3 separate regions of the Danio rerio genome follow, and regions 2 and 3 are each linked to region 1. Evidence: chromatin contacts called from public HiCAR-type data. All regions are on one chromosome and are shown on one strand. Each heading gives the region's core, a stretch centred on a gene start, on an enhancer-like site or on the middle of the called end of the contact. The rest is flanking DNA. Distances are from core to core; before and after follow the strand shown. Region 1 holds the start of tcf12 (transcription factor 12). Region 2 holds the start of znf280d (zinc finger protein 280D). Region 3 holds the start of mtfmt (mitochondrial methionyl-tRNA formyltransferase).

Region 1 (4,391 bases), core at 777-3,276:
ATATAAATAAAGCAACACAAGGAAGGGTTTATTGGGCATTTACCCACTGCTTTGGATCATAAAGCTCAACTCTGACCCGAGCGAGCCACATGCTCCTCATTTTCTCTTTCCTCCCAGCCTGCATTACGAGGCTGGAAATACTTAATATAAAAAGATCAAAGTCAGCTTTGTGGTGCAGGAACAAAGAGATCTGTCATAATGGCCTACGAGGAAAGCTAACTCTGGACTGTGTCAGATGACCTTAAAAGAAGTGAAAACACAAGCTCGCGTTCGTCTCTAGAAATCAGCCAGACTTTTAGGAAAGTTGTACAAACATTACAGATTGCTGCTGCCATTGTTAAAAGCTGAATTAATAATGTGAGCAACACAGAAATTTCATATTAGGCAGCTAACCGATCATTCTTGAATTCAGCAAACAGATGGAGAAATCTCCAGAGTCCTGCACAGACAGAGAGAAAGACATCAGGGAAATCTACTGGAAACTTTTTCCTCTCTACTGAAGTTGTGCGTTCAGTGCTTTGCATCGTCAGGGGAGCAGCGACTCACTTTTAAGGAAATAAGAACATTCTGCCCCCGCCAAACACATGTTTACTTGGCCATCTAATTAAAGACATGGAACAGACATTATTTAATATAGATAATTATAATATGCACTACAAACTAACTCTAAGCTGAACGATAATGATAATAATCATTATTATTTCTACAAAATTCCTCTATTTATTGATATAAATATGCCCCCAAAATACTCAACTAAACCTTCCCACTTGTAGCTAATCAAGGTTAAACATACTTGAGTTTCTTATACTTTCTAATTACACTTTTTTATATGAATTAATCTGACTTAAGCACCCTAATTGAAGATTCATCAGATTTTGTTATCCTTTCAGAAACTTTAAGCCAAGTAAAGACAAACCCGCTCTTATCATATGGCACAAGAGCAGGTTCAAGTCGTCATATCCTCTTCCACATTCCTAATCACACCTATTAAATTTTGAAGTTAATTATCTAAACCATCTGACATCTTTCCCACAGAAGTTTGATCAGATTTTGCCATCTTGCCACATAACCTTTAAGTAAAGCCAAGTAACACCCACTCATGAGACACAAGCACAGGTTTCTCATAAGCCTAAAGGACCAATCTGATCATCCAGCACCTGACAAACGTTCAGCACACACACAAGCGAGCGAGTGTTCACACGGACAGCCACACGCAGACAGGCAAACAGGCATCGTGAGAGGCACACAGAAATCAAAGGGCCTGTGGTGGAGAGGTTTAGGAGTCCCATCAGGATTCCTGTAGAGAGAAGAATGCCTGGCTGATTAAAAACAGATGGAGGAACAGCGAAGCTCAATCTGCAAACAGGAAAGTCAAACCTCAACAGACAGACTCTCTTCCTTAATCACTCCCAGACTCCCACTTGTTATTATTGTGAGCCCATCAGAAAAGCGGTGAGCAACAAGCACAGCCAGCATCAACTACCAAGACCAAGTGTTCAAGACAAATAACCACTTTTCACCAAGGAAACAGTGACAGACTAGCAAATCTGCCAGTTTCTCATAAAAAAAGAGGTTTTGACATTTTGTTCAGCTCTTCACAACAGTTGAAATCTGAGTAATAACCCATACTAAATGGCAATCGAAAGTAAATGTTGACCCTGCTCAGGCTGAGGTAATGGAAACACTCAGCAGTCTCACACACACACACACACACATAGGCAGAGCCTAGAGCAGCGAGACCCTCAACTCAGTTTCTACACGCTGAACAGACACGGCTCAGCACTCCATTTAAGCTGACAGCCCACCGCGCGCATGAAAAACATGTTTACTTACACACTTTTCCCCAAGGGACAGAAGGCACTCACCGATTTTCCGTTGTAGTAATACATGCTGCCCATTCCAGGCACGGGGTAGGCGCAATACATGATAAAAGCCTCAGCGATACTGAAAAAGACGTGGAGGCAGATACAGAGGATCACTTTTCACAAACCCGCTCCCTACTCATACATCCACCCGCTGCACAAGGGACTAATTCCTTCAGTGCTGGCCCCCTACACATGGATCTACTCACAGACAACTTATGCAAAGCAGGACCGTACCAACTCCGCCGGCACTGAAGGGAGGGGGGTGGCTTATGGGAGGAGGAGGAGGACGAGGACGGACCAATACCCAGAGCTCGCCTCCCCTAAAGCCTCATAAGTGCTGAGGCAAAGAGCGGAGGGGGGGAGAGATGGAGGATAAAAAAGCAAGGGAGGGGCGGAAAACAAATGAGTAAGTGGATTGACTTGTACTTAAAAAAAAAAAAAAAAACAGACAGAAAGGAAATTAGAATGGTGGATTTTTTCCGTGCGAAAAGGGGCCGAGCAAAACACTAAGACCACTGTTGTTTTCATTTACCTGTTGATTCGACTTGTCTTTCACAGAGTATCAGAAAATGAAATAAAACACTATACTGATGTGGTTTAGAGCGGCACACAATCACTGAAACAGAAACACACACTAGACTAAATCCTGAGCTGATTAATCTTTTGTTTAGTGATTATTGTTTTTTTTCTTTTATTGAAGGGTTGAATGGAGGTTATGGAGAGGATTTCTACAGTCAATAGCCTTGTGTATATATAAAACTAAAGTTTGAATGATAGCTGTATAACAGTAATACAGTAATATACTAAATGTATTATATGAAATAGTAATATATTTTCTAACTACTACAAGTACAACTACTAATAAATTTGAAACCTCAAAAAATACATCACAGATTCCAAATATTAAACAATTTTTTTTTATTAATTTAATAAAATTAAGTAGCACAGTTTTTTTCTTTTTTCTTTTTTGATTGGTAATAATATGCAGTGCTTCCTAGAACAACAAATCAGCAAATTGGAATGATTTTGAAGAATCGTGACATTAGCTATGTTTCTATCCATAGATGCAAATTAAATGTATGCACTAAACTGTATGCACTAAACTGGAATATTTCATAAAAGACCCATTCAATGAGTCAAAGAAGACAAAACCAGATTAACTAGTGCAAACTATCAAAAGTAAAAATTGAATTTGCTGCGGTAAGAGAAGCTGCGTCAATCTTTATTTAATAAATAACTTGCGCCTCAGAAGACAATGCCAACACACAACATTGAACACGTAGTGACGCAAAGCACAGACGCTCTTGACAGTTCTGGAAGTAATTAATAATATAATAACAATAATACTGAAGTGATTAAGGCATTTTAGAATGGCCAAAACAACATTTCAGATGTTTTACAATGTGCTCAGCCTGCTAATTTGTCCATTCACACACATTATTATTATCCTATGAGCTCTTACAACAAAATCACAACTTTTTTTATGCACATTCTGAAATTTGTTTAGTAAAAGTGTTTCCATTGTAGTTCATGCACATCTTTTCTTTTCGAATAAAAGTTTATCCTACTCAGTTATGCGCATATGTTTTTTTATGTTCACATAAATGCACATAAAAATAGGTGGATGAAAAAAAGCTAAAGAAAATTACAATAATAGCTGCAGAAATGTCAGCTTTGTCATAACGAGTACAAGTTTTTAAATATAGTAAAACATAAAACAGTTTTTAATATATCATTTCATATTTTGGTCATAAAAATGAACTTGCAAAAAGATTTTACTTACTCCATAGGTTATAAAAGTGATTTGTATTAATTGTAATTTTAATCTGCATTCTGAGACAATATTTTGAGACATTGAACTTCAAAATATTTGCATTACAAAAAGTTGTGGGCAACTATGAAAATGACTGCATACAGTTAAGCGGTTAAGAATGTGTTAATAACTAAAGTTGAATAAAGAAAATGGCAACTACACTGTAAAAAAAAAAGCTGGGGTGCTGAAAAAAACCTGTAAAATAACAGCTATTATATTACAGAAATTTACTGTAAAATAACAGAGGTTGAAGTACAGAAATTTACCAGAAATTTAAATTGAAGGAAATTTCTGTAATTTAAAGTCTGTTATTTTACTGTAAATTTCTATAATTTAACGGCAGTTATTTTACTTTTTTTTTCTGGCACCCCAGCTGTTGGAAATAAACTGTAGAATTACATATTTTTTTAACAGTGTAGTATCTTATAGTTCCAAGCTAGCATACTGTATTTACTTTTCTAAAAATTACATTTGGACACACAGACGGCACACAATTAGAATGACTTGTTTGGTTGGGACTTGGTGGAGATGCACATCAATGGATTTGCTCTTCAGTGTTTGGATTTTTAGCAGTGAAATTTAAACCACACTGAACTGAACTAAACTTCAACTCTGAAAAGTGGATTGACAGTTTTATTTTACTTCAACTTCTATATTAAGCTGCTTTGACACAATCTACATTGTAAAAGCGTTACAGAAATAAACATGAAGTG
Region 2 (4,694 bases), core at 1,745-4,244, 160 kb after region 1:
TTTGCTTGGCGATAACCGAAGCGCAGCGATGACGTTTGAAATCGTGTTCTTCCGCCAGCGCCGTAGACTCGGCTGTTCTTCAGCCGAGCGGATGGATATCATGTGTGGCGAATCATAAAGCCTGACACACAACCTTGCTAGGGGACCACTGGAGCACCTCCTAAAATCAGTTTGGTTTACCTACAAACTCCCTTCACATAAATGTGGGCTTCGTTTAGATCTATGCGTATTTTTAGGAACTGAAAATATCTGAAACATGAATATCTTAGCAGCAGGGGAACAAGTTCAGCAGCTGAAATACACAGGAGCCTTCTGAACTTATCCACACTCTTTCAGAACTATGTCGAATTTGAATAAATTGGTATTTTTGTTCTGTCTAATTTTAAATTGTATAAGAAAGCTTTGGAGCTTTGATCAAAATTTGAACACATTATGTCATTGTCATTAAAATAAATAAAATCCAGCCAACAGTTATCAAATAGCAGTTATGAATATACTGCAGATGAATAACACAGACATCTTGCAAATAGTATTGCAAAATAGCAATGTTTCATTATGCAACCCTTCACCAACTATCTCTTCAGTATGTTGCCAACTACATTAGCTTTATTCATGCATTTATTTTTATTTTTTTTGGCTTAGTCCCTTCATTGATTTAGGGATCGCCACAGCGGAATGAACCGCTAACCCATCCACCATATGTTTAACTCAGCGGATGCCCCTCCAGCCACAACCCAACACTGGGAAACTACATTAGCTTATATTAAATGTAAATTTTCATTAATTATTTGTAATCAAAATGATTTTAATCTCCATTGATTCTTCAATTATTTCTTACTAAAATTTTCGAAATTCAGCCTTCAGGCACATAAACAATGACAAATTGGCATATTTTTATGCTCTATAAGAACATATTTAACAATGTGATTTACCTTTAATAATGTGCATTTTTTCTGTTTATCCGTACTGGTTCATTAAATTTAGCTCATTTTAAGTAATTTTTTTTATTGTTCTCATATAAGTATATTGTTATCTTATTAAAGATACCAAATAAATGTTTCCTTGTTCATGTTTTATTGGTCTGCAATAAATAGTAATAATAATAATTGAAAATATAACACATACACATAGGTTTATTTTCCCAGAGATGGGTTGCAGCTGGAAAAGCATCCGCTGCATAAAACATATGCTGGATAAGTTGGTGGTTCATTTCGCTGTGGCAACCCAAATAAATAAACAAAAGTTTATTTTAAATGTAACTATTATGACTTGCTATTATCATTATTGGTATTACCATTTTCAGCAATGTATAATATAGAATTGAATCTAATATAAATAATATTAAATAATAATATAAAATTTCTACAAATTCTACAAAAAACATGATTTTATATCATACATAATTCTCAGGTAACAAGCTGTTGTATATGTCACTTTTAAGATGCCAGTATGCTCATACTTTAGTGTACCTTTTTTTTTCATTCAACTTTTGTCTATTCCTGGATTCCTGGAAGACTGCAGCTCTGCAGAGTTAAGTTCCAGCCCAGCTTCAACACACTTACCTGTAGGTTTAAACAAGCATAAAGCACACAATTAGTTTGATAAGGTGTGTTTAATGAGGGTTGGAACTAAACTGTGGAGAGCTTCTGTTTATCAGTTTGTTGCATACTGATTTTTATTAACATACTTTCTATTTCATTCATTCATTCATTTTCTTGTCGGTTTAGTCCCTTTATTAATCCGGGGTCGCCACAGCAGAATGAACCATCAACTTATCGAGCAAATCTTTACGCAACCCCTTCCAGCCGCAACCCATCTCTGGGAAACATCCACACACACACACACACACACACACACACACACACACACACACTACAGACAAATTAGGTCGCTGTCTTTGGACTGTGGGGGAAACCGGAGCACCCGGAAGAAACCCATGCAAACTCCACACAAAAATGCCAACTTAGCTGAGGTTCGAACCAGTGACCTTCTTGCTGTGAGGCGACAACACTACCTACTCCGCCACTGCGTCACCTAGACTTTCTTTTTGTGTAGCCTATTTTAGAAGGCCCATAATACTGCTGTATATATGTGCAAAACAAAGATTAAATCACTGTAAGTAAAATAGAAAAATAGAAAATACTTTTATCATAAAATTAAGCAGTATAACAAGCAGCATTTTATACAAGTTCAATGAATAATACAGTGCATGTTTTTTTTAAATAACTTTACAATTAATTAGTATAGCTGTTTATGTGCTCCACTAGCTCACAATTCAATCAAAATAATGATATCCAGGATATTTAGTGACGTTCAAGAGACAGAAATAGAACACCACAGACCAAATGCTATGCAGAACATAGTCTTATGTCACTAAATCAAAATCGCGTACAAATGTACACTACAAGCCATCCTGAAAAAAGTCATAAAAATCATTTCCCAACTTTCTGAATGTAGCTATCATGGTGATGACTTTCATTATTTATAAAGGACATTTATATTCATCACAATACTCATAGTGCCACCTGTTGGTCAAAACAAACAGATTCAATACAAGATTTCTAAATCTTCTACCTGCAAATGTTACATTTATATAAGTGAATTAGCCTAGATATTAACTTGTACATAAGTTCGTTCATCTCTTATATAAACATATTTAGTACTTGTCCATGATATTTTTCTAATGCCATTTTAAAGTTATAAAATGTTTTAGAGTAACATAAAACAGTTTACATAATCTATTACATGTAAATTAGATGTATATATTTTTTAATTGCACCACTATGCATGTATTAATATCTAAAGCTTTACTAACTAAGAGTCCATGATGTAAAGAGCGTATGTTTTGGCCTGGTTCTCATTGTCTGACATGTAATATTGTTTATAATACGTTTCGTTTCTTCTCTGCACATAACTTCATGTTCTGTATTTTAATATTGGTATGTCTAAACTGGGGGGAAAGGGTATTAATTCAGACTCGAAGAGCTTTTTGGTCCCTCAACAAAGCCCCTCGAATTTCCCATGAGCCTCCGCGGTTCATGCTGCTGTAAGCGTGTCTGAATCAACACTGATGTTGTTTGTAAATAATACGAGATTTTAAAAGGTAAGGTCGAATTGTGTAAATCTGTTAATCTGTGATGTTTGTCTATTTGTTTCTATATACAAAGATAATAAGTGTTTCCTTTGCGGTTTCTGCGGTGTGTCGTTTCCTGCAGCGGCTAGCTATTTTTCTTGCTTTTTAGCGCGTTAGCATCCACACAGAGCCGACCAGCTTGCTAATGCTTTCCCAAATAACGCCCTTAGAAGAAAACATGTGTGTAAATGTAACTAATTTCTTAACACCTGTGCTCTTCTTCTTTCTTAATTCTTTGTTGATTTCACGTTTTAAATTGGAGACAATGGTGAGAACCTGAATTAGCATCTTAGCCGGTCTATGTCCGCAGTAACAGTCGATTGTATACTCAAGCCTGCAAGAGATGTATTATAGGTTCCACATCACTATAGCTGGCGTTTTAAACTTAACGTGACTTAGTTTTGCATAACAATATTTTGCATATACATATTAGGCGCAGCTGTTACTGCACTCTCAAACATTAGCATCCCAACAAACACATTTACGTTATAGCGATGTCTGCACAACGTTGTATTTTTTCAAAGACAATTTGCCGCTTACGTGCTTGCTACATTGTCACAACATAGAAATGTAAGAAGTGAGAAGGCTGTAGCAACGTTGTCGTGCGACATTCAGCAACCGCGAGACGGCGTTTTTACTACTTGTATTAATATTTTTGTGGCAGTTTATCAATACTGCCTAGAATACAGGATAAGCAGTAATTCTTTTCCAATATTGCTTAATATTAAATATTGTTCAGTTATTTTTTAATTTAACAACTGCATGTATAAACTTTGAAGTATAAAAATGCCACACAAATGAATATAATCAAACTTTTTATTATATATTTCACAACATTTAATACATACAGTACACATCTAATCTAAGCAAACAGTATAAAATAAAGTTTAGATTTTATTCTCTCTCTCTCTCTCTCTCTCTCTCTCTCTTTATATATATATATATATATATATATATATATATATATATATATATATATAAACACATATATATATATATATATATATATATATATATATATATATATATATATATATATATAAACATATATATATATATATATATATATATATATATATATATACACACACACACACACACACACACACACACACACACATTTAAACAAAAGGGTAAGCAAACAAAAAAAGTAAACAAAAAATCATTAAAATGTAAATAAATAAATATATAAATTAAAATGCTGACACTGGGGAAGGATGGAGAATACAGCAGACCGGGGGGTGCAGCTGAAGCCAGGCGTAGTTGTTGGTATGGAGAAAGCAGTCAGAGGAAGAAACGAATCCAACAGAGAATCCAGCTTCAGAGATCCACAGCAGACACAAGTCAAAATAGGCAGTGAACAAGAGAGGACAGATGACAGATCAGAGCTTGACACAACAGGACTACACTGGAAATGACTACTGACTAGCAAGTTTATATTGAAGCTTCAGACATTTATTGTAATTTTATTATATATGAAATCTCCAGTGAGTAATTATGGAGCCTACTTCATTTAAATTTTTTAATAATATATCATATACTAAAATGACATACAAATAAA
Region 3 (4,243 bases), core at 1,672-4,171, 200 kb after region 1:
GTTTAATTGGTCAAGATTTGATATGAGACAGAAGTATGAGTTGACGTGAAAAATAACATTGATCCATTTAGCTTGAAGTGACAAGCTATAAGCTTTACATGTTTGTATCAGTTTTATATTTTCTAAATGCGGATTTTCTCACTGTTTTACAGCACACTAGCTTATATATATATCCTGAAAACTAAAAATACTAATACTAACATCTAAAATGCTTTATTTTAATTTCATAGGACCTTTAAAGAGTAGTATCGTATTTGTCAGGTGTTACATGATAATAAATATTAATGTATCTCAATCCTATAATTCAGCTCAGAGGATATCCACGATGACTCCAAACATCTAGCTCCCATCCAGCCACATACTGAGGCCAGAGATGAGACCGAACCCATTCAGAGCAGTGAAATACAAACAATACCAGATGAAGACACTGTAATAGAGGATGGCTCAGAGGCACCCGAAGCTGACAAAGATGACATGGATGAGGTGAAGGAGGACATGGAGGAAGCCACCACCAATGAGGCGTCAGTAGAAGAATCCCCCAAGAGTCTTCCTCCTGAATCACCCGCTGAGGCTCCAGTCTGCCCTGTTTCTGCCCTCGCTGATGAAGGTGCCGTAACTCCCTCTGATTTTCTGTGTAAAACTGATGGATTGGATGCAGGGAACGCTGACTCGCAGCTGGAACCTCTCACTCCGTCCAAAGTCCTTGAGGACGACACAACTGAAAACAACAAACAAGTGGAGACTGATGGTTAACTGCTAACATAACTGAGGATCCATTGAAGCATCACAAAACTCTAGAAGCAGCAGAGTGTTATGATGACTAGCTCTTCCCCGTTTTTTATATAGGATATGCGTTAAGAACTTTTTGTAGATCCAAAAGAAGATGGAAGTATACTGTTAAAACATTATTTTAATCATGTACTGTGCGAGTACAATATTTCTGTACCTGCATATGTAATTTCTTTTTTTAATGCACCCCCTGGATTAAAATTGAGTTGTAAAGGCAGCGATGTGAATGTTGCTCCGTGTATATGAGTGTTCTCAAGTTTTTTTTTTCCAATCCACAGTTGTGATTGTACAGATGATCACAGACCTAACAGATCTAGATTCCTACATCTGCCTTTTTAAAGTGGTGGTTTCATAAGACAAAAAAACTAGTTCTCAGCAATTTTTCTGTATTTAGGAATGCAAAGATGAGTCCTGTTATTTTATTTTTATTTTTTAGATTGTGTGTAACATATTGTTATATGGAGTTGATCTGGATAGGATTCTGCAATGGGAGTCATTTCTCCTGTTGATTGAGAGAGATTGTAGAATCATTGTAGAAATTACATTCGTCTTCATCAGTAATAAACTTTTTATAACATATTCATTTGCGCCCTTGTGATTCAAATCCAATCCGTGTTCATGTTTTCCTCAAAGTTCTTGATTTGGTGAAGTGCGCCCTCTTGGGGTTTCACGCTGTAATGAGAAAACTTTTGCAATTTTTTTTTTATTGCATCATAACACAAATACAATAAGGCAGAGTTCGTTTAACAACTTCATGTACATTTACAGAACAGAGCACAAATAATAATCAAATCAATATGATAATAATGCAAAAAAAAAAAGTTTAAACAAAGAAATAGACGCACAAACACAGCCGATATATATATATATATATATATATATATATATATATATATATATATATATATATATATATATATATATATATATATCACATATATAACAACTTTAAAGATTTACAGTATAACCAAAATTCCTTTTGGAAAAATAAAAACAGTGGTTTTGTTTTAAGGCACTTGCATTTATAAATATAAAATTTCTCCAAAATTAGAATATTGTTCAATACAAATTGAATATTAACATCTTCCATAAATAAAAGAAAATATATTTTTTAGAAAATTGGGAGGTCAACTTTTTACACAAACATTTAACCACTCGAATGAATCAGACCAGCAGGTTCTGCTATATAAAAGTCTGGAGATGGGTAAATATTGAATATTTTAAAGTCTTTTTTTGGCTTTAGGAGGTATGGGGAAGGAAAGAAACAGTTCTTAATTTGGTTATAGAGCTCCTGGAAAATAAGAAAATACACATTATTTCTATTTGCTTGTATTGGAAATTTATCTTGGGTAAATATTGATTTTATTAGGCATTACACTCCGAATAAAATCTTGTGCATTTATCAACAAATAAGGCAGATAATGTGTCATGCATTGTCACACAGCGATGTTAAATATAGATTGATTGGAAGATATTTTAAAACACATTACGTGTGTGTGTGTGTGTGTGTGTGTATATATATATATATATATATATATATATATAATATCAGAATTATTAGCCCAGAAGAAATTTTAAACACCATTTTAGGGTCAAAACTATTAGCCCCTTTAGGCAAATAGTTTTTTGGATAGTCTACAGAACAAACCATCATTATACAATAACTTGCCTAATTACACTAACCTGCCTAGTTAACCTAATTAACCTGGTTAAATGTCACATTAAGCTGTATAGAAGTGTCTTGAAAAATATAAAGTCAAATATTATTTACTGTCATCATGATGTATATATGAGATTATTAACTTTCTTTGGAAGTTCTGCAGTTTTACTATAGCCTCTAATTTTTTTGTAAAGATATGTGAAGATCTATGCACGTGATTACAAATAGAATCTCTTATTATCCAGAAATGATTTTTCTCTTCATATATATGGAAAGTCCATATTTATTATGGAAAGTTCAAACTTTTTCTCACCCAATGGCATTCAGGTTTTAAGGTTCTAATGCTCCAAAAAAGTCTGTGAATGTGAACTAAATCCAGTTGGAAAGCAAAAACTGCACGTCAAGATTGAATGAAGAAAGGTTACAGTAGTTGTGCTGGTTCAAAAAAGCTTTTATTTGAGACGCAAAGCGGAAACGACGTCAACGTCAACATGGCGCCGCACACATACGCCAGTGTGTACATCTAATTCTTAACCGTAACCTTGCTACTGTCATCTACTGCTTTGGGGAAAAACGGATTAGTATAATGAGCCAACTTTGGAAACGTGATTCTAAAAATGCCAAGGTTGTCTCACCTGAAGTTGTCATAGAATATTAGCATGACTTTCTGACTTCTGCGTGCTTAACGTTAATGGAGGACTGATGGTTTTGTAACTTCGCTAGCTGTTAATGGCAGTTTCTGTCATTTATGAAATCTTACATTAAAGTATGTGGAACTTAAACTTCTTAAAGCTCACAGACCCAGGTCGTTTGCTGTCTCAGAGACTTTGTAGCATCTGTTTCACGCGCCATAGAAGAGGCTTATTTCTCTTGGGCAGAAGCAAATCTTTAGTAACTCAAACACAGTCTGCGTCTAAACCGCCCTGGAGAATACTGTTCTTTGGAAGTGATGATTTTGCTCTGGAGTCACTGAAGCTGCTTCATTTGTCTCGGTAATGACATCCAGGATGTTATTGTATTATTGTCCGTTATGACCTTGCTGTGTTATTCATGTTATTCATCTGTATTCATTAGAAATGACAATAAAGCTGGAGTCGTCGATGCACTTGAGGTCGTGACGCTGTCCCGTGATGCTCCGGTCAGGAAATATGCAGAGCAGCACAGACTTCCGCTTCACCACTGGCCAGATGTGGACATGAGTACACACTTTGATGTTGGTGTGGTGGTGTCATTTGGCAGCTTAATCAAGGAAAACATCATCAACAAAATGCCATAGTACGTTATAAGGGTTCATCAAACGAATGTGACTTCAGCATGTCCATAATTAGTTTGTTATTATGTTTTGATGAGATTTTTTTCGGAAGTAATTTATTCCAACTTTTCCAAACGTAATTAATGGTCTTAATAATGCTTTTAATTTTGTATGTAGTCTTTAATAAGGGCTGTATAATTGTCATCAAAGCCTGGAGGTGAAGTGCCTTGTATAATTCATTGAGTTATGAAAATTTTTTTTCACAATTCTTTACTCAGCAAAGTGTCTGAAACTTGCTGTTTTATACTTTTGGAGACCTAAAGTGGGTAGGTTAAACTGGTAGATTAAAGGTTTAAATCAGGTTTAACATCTTATACTTTACCTTAATTCTCAAAATATTTACTTCACAACTTGTATTTTGTCTCCTTGCTGCACCATTAATTATTCTTTTTTTTTTTTTTTTTTTTAGTTAAGAGTTTGACCGCATTATTGACTTTTTAGTGTGATTATTTCTTGTTTGGTTTATTAACTTATTGCAAAAA

Evidence for each region. HiCAR-type assays count read pairs that join an accessible place to other places.
Region 2: a HiCAR-type map of caudal fin shows a contact between it and region 1, with 6 times the contacts expected there. The contact joins the promoter of znf280d here to the promoter of tcf12 in region 1. A contact is called at or near these places in 4 of 18 Hi-C or Micro-C datasets (caudal fin, embryo, hematopoietic stem cells and 1 more) and 3 of 4 datasets of contacts at active chromatin or transcription factors (caudal fin, embryo and gastrula embryo).
Region 3: a contact with region 1 is called in a HiCAR-type map of caudal fin, with 4 times the contacts expected there. The contact joins the promoter of mtfmt here to the promoter of tcf12 in region 1. A contact is called at or near these places in 1 of 18 Hi-C or Micro-C datasets (caudal fin) and 1 of 4 datasets of contacts at active chromatin or transcription factors (caudal fin).

What each region holds. Positions count from the first base shown.
Region 1 is chr7:54,153,805-54,158,195 of GRCz12tu, forward strand. tcf12 (transcription factor 12) reads right to left here and starts at 2,027. Exons shown (of 13, transcript NM_214816.1): 1 at 1,866-2,027. The coding sequence starts at 1,925.
Region 2 is chr7:54,314,838-54,319,531 of GRCz12tu, forward strand. It overlaps znf280d (zinc finger protein 280D), which reads left to right and starts at 2,995. Exons shown (of 18, transcript XM_679451.9): 1 at 2,995-3,103. It also overlaps a transcript of tcf12 not described here.
Region 3 is chr7:54,356,351-54,360,593 of GRCz12tu, forward strand. mtfmt (mitochondrial methionyl-tRNA formyltransferase) reads left to right here and starts at 2,922. Exons shown (of 9, transcript NM_001077542.2): 1 at 2,922-3,441; 2 at 3,524-3,724. The coding sequence starts at 3,218. znf280d (zinc finger protein 280D) reads left to right here. Exons shown (of 18, transcript XM_679451.9): 18 at 309-1,368. The coding sequence ends at 753.